Regions from separate parts of the Drosophila melanogaster genome. Here all the other regions are linked to region 3. A link is a contact called in public Hi-C and targeted proximity ligation data. All regions are on one chromosome and are shown on one strand. The core of a region is the stretch at or near the end of the contact, and the rest is flanking DNA. Distances in the headings are between cores, read along the strand shown.

The links. A called contact is a pair of places that touch in the nucleus more often than the background predicts.
Region 1: a Hi-C map of the Kc167 cell line shows a contact between it and region 3, with 1.8 times the contacts expected there. A contact is called at or near these places in 3 of 107 Hi-C or Micro-C datasets (the D17-c3 cell line, the Kc167 cell line and the ML-DmBG3-c2 cell line).
Region 2: a targeted proximity ligation map of the Kc167 cell line shows a contact between it and region 3, with 3 times the contacts expected there. A contact is called at or near these places in 5 of 107 Hi-C or Micro-C datasets (the ML-DmBG3-c2 cell line, embryo, eye imaginal disc and 1 more) and 2 of 7 datasets of targeted methods (both in the Kc167 cell line).

Annotation. Positions count from the first base shown.
Region 1 is chr3R:21,947,471-21,950,425 of dm6, reverse strand. Eip93F (Ecdysone-induced protein 93F) reads right to left here and starts at 1,312. Exons shown (of 7, transcript NM_001104395.2): 1 at 1,024-1,312; 2 at 554-786.
Region 2 is chr3R:21,183,469-21,186,764 of dm6, reverse strand. It overlaps SNF4Agamma (SNF4/AMP-activated protein kinase gamma subunit), which reads right to left. Exons shown (of 13, transcript NM_169946.2): 7 at 1,181-1,217. Among named protein-coding and RNA genes, the nearest start is that of Snmp1, 17 kb to the right of the region's middle.
Region 3 is chr3R:21,614,060-21,617,211 of dm6, reverse strand. lncRNA:CR44034 (long non-coding RNA:CR44034) reads left to right here and starts at 1,472. Exons shown (of 1, transcript NR_074041.1): 1 at 1,472-2,192. The region is part of intron 1 of InR (Insulin-like receptor); the gene reads left to right.

The DNA.
Region 1 (2,955 bases), core at 63-2,562, 330 kb before region 3:
AAGATGAATCACAGGCATTTAGAGTCATCCGATTTAGTCAACGGAACCGATCCCAAAACAATTGGAAAATGCATGATACGGCATAGGTATAATAATAACTATACAGCTCAAAAACTTGTTGCAGTTGGGGAAAATCCGGAAAGGTTCTTTGTAAACTAATGCAGGGTAATTTAAATTATACACTTAGCACTCAAGTATTTTGTTATTTGATTTTTTGCATAAATCACCCATTAGTTAGTTCTAGTAAACTTAGTTATTTAATTATAATGCAAATGGAGCTACATAATTCAGGGAAATCCCAGAAAATACGCTACCCGAATTGATAAGAAAATATCTACACTGAGGATAATTAGTAAGCCGTTAAGAGAGAGAGAGAGAGAGTGAGGACAAAATGCAATTTTTATAATACAAAAAATACATTTAATTGAAACATACATGATTTAATTAATTTTTGTAATGTTTACAAAGAACCCAAAAGTGCTGGCTCATGAATTTTTTCCCCATTCTGATGTATGTACATAAATGGAATGATTAAAAAAGAATTCTTACTCACTTTTCGTGGCAATGCGTCCCAATATTTACAAGCTCATTAATGTAAATATGTAAAAAATTTGTGGTTTTTTTGCAGTACGATGAAAACGTTGACTTTGTTTGTGGTATTTGTTTTTAATGTATTAAACTTTTTTCCTTCTATCATTTATTTGTGGTTGTCACAGCACTTTTGCATTTTCAGCTCTTTTTACTTTTTTATTTTTTTTTTTCGTTTTTAGTGGCCTGGCATGTCAACTAAAAAATTTTTGTCATAAGAAAAACGCACGTTAAAGGTTTTTCTCTCAGTTGCTGTTGTTGTTGTTTTCGCTCGGGAAGAGGAAGCATGTTAAAGGTAGTGTGCATGTGCGTGTGCGTGTGTGTGTGTGTCTGTCTGTGTATGTGTGTGTGAGTAGAAAATAAATAAAAATTCGCACACCGCGACCAGCGTCAACAACAAACAAGCAACAACAACAACAACTGACACTGACAGACCGACGTTACTAATACGCAAGAGCGCAGGCAGCGACGCCGGCAAACGCTGCAGCAGCGAACGCCGCCTTCGATCCGAACCCAAATCGGTCGGGCACAAGAATCGCCCGTCTGGGCAGTGAGGAGAATGGAGAATCTCGCAGAGAAGCCGAGTCTGGCGAGAATATCCCACTATCGGAGTAGCCAAGTATCCGAGAAACCGAGAATCCGAGGAAGCGTGAAGCCGAGAAACCGAGAAACCGAGAATCCGAATCCAAATCCAAATCAGCGGGGCCGGGACCGAAGCGAACCGCTCGAGCCGACGGACAATAAAGCTAAAGCCAGCCTGCTGCCACAGCTGAGCAGACCGCTGCAGTCGCGTTCGACGAGCGGATGCACTCACGCACACAAGCAAGCCAGCATTTCCACTCGGCCAAAAAGTGCATTCGCAGAACTCACTCAATGAGAGCGAGAGGGAGCGGAAGGGAGAGAGAACGAGAGGTTGGGAGAGCGAGTTAGCCGGCTTGCGTGCAACTGTATGGGTGCCTTCATTCATGGCAGCCGGTAAAAAAAGGCTAAAAGCGAAATTGGTTAACAGAGAGCCACAGCAGCAAGAGGCTAGAAGTAGACGTTGGAAAAAAAGCGAAGAAAAAGAAAATGGTGGCCCAGAGAGCGCTGGATTTTCCGCTCAAGTCGCGGGAAAGGCCAAGAGCAAGTACAGTGCAATTTTTAATTGCACACACACACACACACACACACAGAGACTCGCACTCACACACACACATATGCATAATGCACGCTCTCTGAGAATTTCACACATATTTTTTTATTCAAGCAGCATTTTGTTCTCGAGTTTGTAAAAATTTGCAACGATTCGCTGCCAGTAGTGGTGCTTGCATTTCATTTTTTTTTTCTTTCTGCTCAGCCTCAGTTTTGGTGGGTTTTCGATTTTAGGTCCGCGTCCGAATCGCCAGCGTTCGGCACTGGAGGCGCTCACTCACCGCTCGAAATGCAACTGGCGGCCAGCGACGAAGCAAACCGATCCGAGCCGGCTATACGTCTATATATTCCACATCCACTTCCCACAACGGAGGCTCTTCTCGGCCGGGGGAGCGGCGGGGCACGCGGAAATCGGCGGGAGGAATACGTAGGCTACCGTTGCACATGCACTTTTTTAGTTTTTATTTTGGTTTTGAGCTTTTTTGTTTTCGTATTGTTTTCGTTTTTTCACTTTTTTCGGTGCGAATGTCGAGTGCCAGAGCGTACTGAAAACTAAAATAATTCATTTGGGCTGCCACTTTGAAGAATTGCGATTTTTGTGAGAGAGTCGGGAAAGGATCTATGGATGGTGACCCCCAAGGATTGAGCGATCGATAATTGGGTTGGAGCCCAGATAAGCGTTGCATTTTTCCGGGAATCGTTATAGTGCACTACTCGAGGGTCGTAAAAGTAGACAGCTTATTTTTAGTAAACAATCGTATCAGTTCTATAACCCAAATACCTTTGTTAAGCCTTATAAATTATACCAACCCACAGACTTCTCTTATAGTTATTTTTATTTGAGTTATCAAAAATCGTCAAATTTTTGACATTTTTCATAAGGCCATTTCCAGCTAATTATGTTTGCTAAGAACTTCAAGACTTTATATTAAAGTCATTTTGTCAAGACATAAGATAATCGCCTTTAATATAGCCTGACTAACCCCAAAATTACCCATTGACTGACTGAGAAACTGAGTGAGTACCTATTATTAACCAAAAGCCCCAACGAGGAACTGATTGCGCACCTTAGCGACTGAACAACTGGGAAACTGACGACCGGACTGACTGACCAACTGAGGAAATGACCGACTGAGAACAGACTGCAATTCGAGTCGACTTGCAGCGACTCAATTGCATGTCATTGTAGACGAAAATATTTTTAGTTTTATTGTTATTATTTTCCTTATTTTTTGT
Region 2 (3,296 bases), core at 630-3,129, 430 kb after region 3:
CTCAGTCACCACGATTCCCTTTTGTCGGTATTTAATTCTGGTCTAGAAATTGTAAACACTATTTTTGGGGCTCTATAACGGTGACCGCATTCACACATTTTGTTTTCGCCTGGTTTTTGTTGCGCGAAATAGGAAAATTGCTTTGGCTGCGCATTCTTCGGTTCTATTTGTTCAGTTGTTGTTCCCGCTATTTCGTAACGCAGATGTAACAATTACAAACGACACAATTTTCCACTTTTATGAACCATACGATATCTAAGTATGTAACATACATATGTACATACATTCATATTTGTATGAACAGTGGGAAAAAGTTTACTAGTTAGATGAGAAAGATATCTTTAAAATACATCCTAGTTTAGCGAGAAGTCAATATCGCTTAACTAAAGCTTAAATGGAATTTATGGAAACACTTTAATTTTTCTTGCCATTTAAGCTATGTGAATTCAAAAATAAAAAAAAAGATTCAAGACAATAATTTAAATTAAAAGTATTTAGATAACCTGGAAGTATGGTTTGGATTTAAATATACTCCGATATGCATTCAGTTATCTTGAAGTTAAGATATTAAGATACATATACATATATTGTTCATCGAGAACTATAAATCACTTTTAACAAATTGATTGAATTAACCATCCGATTAGTGGTTTTGAAACGACTCGATTCGCGGGTTGTCAATGAAAGTCAAAAATATTCCACAGCGACAGATGTTCGTTCCCACACCCACGCAATCGAATTAAACGTTTTCCAGCGTCTTTGCTATTTGTTTATTTGCTTTGGACGAACTTCTGCGTTCCATCTCGCTGTTGCCGATCCTAGCGAATTGGATAAAAGTGTTAAGTAATTCTAGTATTTGGCATTTACATACATATGTAAAACACTTCGCTGTCTATGCGCAATAACTCCAACTTGGTTTCGGTGCTGAATTTTATTCGCGTATTCGTTTGTTTGTTTGTTTTGTTTTTTGCTTTCGCGGTGTGTTTTCGGTTTCTTTTCGGCTTTGCGCAGTTTTCAAAGTCAAGGTTAATTTAAATTTGTAGCCGTGTTGTTGTGAACGCTTAAATTAAGTCGGTTCGGTTTATGGGTTCTGTAAATGGTTATTTTCTATGTTTTCTACCTGGTACTTGCTGTTCTAAAAGTATTCTGGAATAAATTGCAAACTCTATTTCGTACTTACTTTGCACAGCCAACTGTTGCTGATGCGCCGCCGCGCGCTGTAAAGGAAATAAATGAATAAGTTAAAAATACTATAGCTTAAATTCCCCTTAAATATAAATACGTAGCTGTGAAAGTGCTTTATAATGTTATATTAATATACGGGTCTTATTTATTGCTAGTCATAATTTAGGTGTTTATTTTAATATAATATTTTAAAAATATTATCATATTATTACTAAAGTAATTAAGATTAAGATTAACTAGTTTATGTTATTCAATCGGTTGCTATTCTTACACTGTTGACCATCATGGCGCGAATTCCTGGTAAGGATTGCACATCAAGGGAGTGGCTGCGTCCGCGACGCGTTTTATTGGTGGGCGAGACGGGCGGGGGGCCGGGCGAGGTGGGCGTGGCAGAGCTGCTCGAGTGAGTGTGCCGATATATCCAACGCTTCACCGCCGACATTTTGCCGCAGTTTTATGTATTGTTGTTTTGGAAATTTTTGTTCTGTTATCAGCTGGTGTGATTCATAATTACCAAAGTTCACTTTTGGTTATATATTTTTGTTAATAAATTGATAAAATGTTTATCTACACAAGAAAACCAATTCAAATTCAAATTTAAATTCAGCCGTCAACTGCTTGTTTACCCGCGATCACTGCTTGCCGGTCAACTGCTTGCAACATTTGATTTCGCTACTCAACGCCAGGGGCGCTTTACTGTGCCGTTTTAAACATTTATATCATTTTGTTTTCTGCTTTTTTATTTACTCGTAATAAATAAAATAAAATTTGATAAGTGCATATAGGGGATTTGCCATTGCCACCCATAAACTATGTAAATTTCCCTGCCTTTCCCAGCGCGGTAATGCCAATTTATGTATATTTTTTAATTACCCGGCAAGAATTTTCGCCGAGTTTTCGTGTTTAAGGAAATGGGAAAATAAGTGAAATAACGACAATGTCGCAGAATCTCATTGGAGCAGCTATAATTATTTCCAGCGGTCCGCGTCTTATCACCTTTCCCCATCACCCCACAAATTAATCCTTGACCCCGAACTCTTTTAATTAACAAATAAGCACAAAGCATGATCATTCGAAAGAACAAACTGGTGACGCATTAAGTTGATTGAACGAACGCAGCCATAAAGTTCAGTGGATTTAAGAGGAGGCGTGTTTCTCTTGCTAGTTGATTGCCTGCTGTCTTGTGTCCGTTCAATTGAAATTGACAAAAACTTTGATTGAAAGGTGCACCCAATTAAAAAGCAACAGACACGAGACCAGAAGACCAGCGATTCTATACAATGAAAACTGATTAAAACTGGAAAAAGAGGTTTTCCAGCGAGGAAATATCCTAGCTATAGCAAATATAAAACTCAGCTCGACATACCAAAATTTCCGCACTAATAATTGCCGATGGCCAAAACCGCATATTGACATAGATATGAAGGGTTCACAGATATAGATATCTATATTAATTTCCTACAGCAAGTAAACAATCGACTAAATGTGCTGCCGTCGACTGATGCAAATTTATAAAGCCCGTCAAAATATTACCCAATCTTATTTAATTCTCATACTTTCAGACTTAACACCTGACCGAGTCTCAAGGAATTGATAATTTTTTAACAAACTTCTGATTTCCACACACCTCGGGGCGTATACTTAATATTGTCAGCTTGCGCTTTTGCGTTCTTATCGTATTTTGATTGTTTTGTTTACCCGCGACGGTGTAACTTGTTTTTAGCACGACAAACAAGCAGCAAATATTATAGACGTAAATAATACAAGTATAATTAGCCTTTATACGACCATTGAAAATTCGCAAATTCACAGAAACGTATGTATTTCGCTTTCATTTCTAATATTTCTTTCTTCGCCGTTAGCGCCAATATTTGTTAGAGAAATGCGCGCAAAACTAATAGTAAGTAAATAAAATTCTAGCAAAACAGACTCCGCGACCAGACAACAAAACGCAAACAGAATGTAAAAGTCATTAACGTTAATTAGCTGCTCGCCGGAAGGCAAATAAACCACAACGAAACACAAAAAGGAAGCAATATTGCTCGAAAGGGTAAGGGTTTTGGCCAGGCAACTGTGGCCAAATCTTACATTTTTGGCCACAAATCAATTCG
Region 3 (3,152 bases), core at 223-2,722:
ACTAATTGGCGTGCCGCTGCGCTTGTTGTTGCTATTTGCGTTGCCGTTGAACTGCCCACTTGCTGTGCTCTTATTATATTCGCGTTATTATTGTATAATAAGAGAGAAATGCCATAAAAAATTGGGAGGTTGGGTTAAAACAACAGGCAAAACCGAAGTAGAAAAAAAAAACACCAGAGAATTGCGCATTTTTGTATTAATCATGCTATATTTTTGACGAGGCCCGAAGAATGTTGGCCAATGTATTTGTATTTGTGCGTAATTTATTTATTTTTAAATCGAGTTTGCCTGCCTGCTCTCTGTGCATTTGTGTGTGTGTGTGTGTGTGTGCGAGCATAAGTGCGAGTGTGTGTGCGTGCTGCGACAAAAATAAGTCGCCGCAATAACAAATTGCTGAAATAGAACCAAAATAAAGCAGAAGAACAGAAGAGATCTATAGAGGATGAGGCAATGACGGAACCCGGGCCAAGTTTGTTGTTGTTGCGCCTGCTTTTGTTTCTCTGTATTTTTATTATTTTATTTTTGTGCATGTTATTTCTGATATTGGCTTTTTAATGGTGTGGCTAAAAACCGGAAATTGTTTGTCCGGCTATTGTTGATGACGTATGACCATCGAGTTGTTGGCGGCTTTGGCGCATAATTTGGCCACACTAATTAACAGTGCCGAAACGAACAACAAAAACACACATGCCGCCACCAACACGAATGCCTTTTAAAGCGAGAAAAAACAAAAAAAATGCTCTGACCACATGTCTAAACGTAGCTGCGCGCAGGCCAGAAAGAGAGGGCACGATTGCCGAAAGAGAGTGGCCGGTGATAAGCCTGTATGTGTGTGTGTGTGAGCCGAGCGAGACAAACAGACAGGTGTCATTGACCTTTTTCGCTGCGAAACAGCACACACACACACACATTCACACAGCCAAACAATTTTGTGTGCACTTTTTTCAGCTGCGTTTGCTTCTTTTCCCTCTCCACCCTCTGCCCCTTTCGCACTCTTGCCCTGCTGCCGCTGCTGCTTTTTCTCCTTTGTTGTTGCTGCTGCCTTCACTGCTTATGCTGTGAACTGCTTGGCCTTGAACTTAGACGCGCGTCTTCTAATCGCTCCACACTCCCTCCGCTGCCACGCCCACACATGCATGCACGCACTGCGATGTTGTTGTTTTTGTATTTATTAATGGGACCAGGAATGGAGACGATTCGACATAATTAGTATGATAATTGAACGAAATATGTGTTTCAATTCATTCGTTTTATACCTTCCATAGAATTAATTTTCAATTGGTTTTAAAACAAAATTATAGTTTTCTGGTGCAATAGTATTAAATTTTTCTACTAATTTATTTAAGCGACTAGTTCTCAAATACAAGTTACAAATATGTATGCATGTACATGACCGATCACCAAGGTGATTGGGATCTCTCCTTCTTTATTGTTATTATTGCACTGAACAAGCTGTGCGTTTTGGATCATGCCCAAATTGGTATTAATTACGCAAGCCGTGTAGCTGCCATTTGTTTTGCCATTGCGAAATGCAACGTATTTGCAGTGAGTCAACTTGTTTTCGCTGTACCAGCCGCACTTAATTGTGTTTTTATTTGCATTCAACTCGCGGAAAATCGAATGAATCGGAATTGATTGTTCCAAGAAGCGATGCGAGGGCAGCCACAGTGATTCACATGGGGACTCGCATCTCTTAACCGCTCAACCCGCCATCCATACGTCCATCCAACTAGCCATCCATCCATCCGCGGCGCAGACATAGCCACCCACCACCCATCACCCATCATTATAAGCAGCTGCTCCCGAATCTTATCATGGGAAGAGGGTCTAAGGTCCAAGCAAATAATACCCAGCCGCAACAGCCATGGCAATAACAATAGTGCTGGCGACAGCGGGAACAAAAGTAACGCATGGAGCCAGCCCCTCCACGCGCACACTTGGAGCCAACAACACATGACATGGTCGACGTTCGTCAGCCGGTCGTATGACGAGAGTCTCCCCCGATTTCACCTTCCCTTCGGAAGTCTGCAGTCGCCTACGCATGAACCTCGAACATACTTACAAGTGCGGCCATGATAATAGAGATCTGACACATAAATAGTTCTTAATAGTTGGAACTGGAAAGGAAATCGTCGGACAGCTTGGTAATTGTGGAAAATTGTGTGCAAATATTAAATATTGTCTTTGATTTCATTACTACTTGACTTTTTTGTTTTTGTTTCGTTTTTAAAAACTTTCGCTGATCCTTAAGCCAATGAGTCACTGCAGAATTTTAGTATTTTTTCCGCAGCTGTGCACACCCATTTATTTCTCAGTGTGTACAATTATGGTTTTCACTATGTGATTTAAAGAACAGCAATAAGAAATGTATTATAGGAAAACTTAAGTATAATAAACTGCTGGTGCGAATGGCAACTAAAGCTACAGGAAACTTAGGGGGTAAGCTGTTCGACGTGGGTGGGTGGTGGTCGTGGTGGTGGTGGTGGTGTGGTAGTGACGGGCGGTGGACAGGCGATGACGTGGTGTTTATATGGTTACGGGATCTTGTGATCATTTTGTATGGGACCGTCTTCTCGTGAAAGTGTTTATTCGGTATCTCATTCGGCGACACACACACACACACTCCCACACACAGACATCCGATGAGAATACACCCACAAGAATCAACAATTGGCCAATGGCAAGTTGTTTGTTTTGATATTTTGATTCCAGATTATGGGCAATCTCTGCGGATGGTGAGTAAGGATTAAGAGCTTATCAAACTAGTTGTCCGTGATTAGCCATGTTACTCGCATGGAACAAGGCACTGATAATTATATGTGGGAATACATTGTATGACTAATAAAGAACATATTTACGTAAGCTTATGTAGCGATTTATTTAATCTATTAAATTAGTTTTGTAACAGGTATGTTACGTATTTCTGTACAAATGTAATAAATATATCACTTAATTAGCCGCAGATAGGAATTTAGATCTGATCCTACTTTTATGTAAGAACAGCGAATGATTTGTTATCTCCGCCTTTGCAGTAGAATTAAAATTGTTATTTTGACGTTTAATGTTTTGAGGAAATTTATTGGCAACCGCTATAAATTTTTAACGATTAAACAATTTGATAAGTATAAGTCTTTTAAGCTATGTATTTTGAT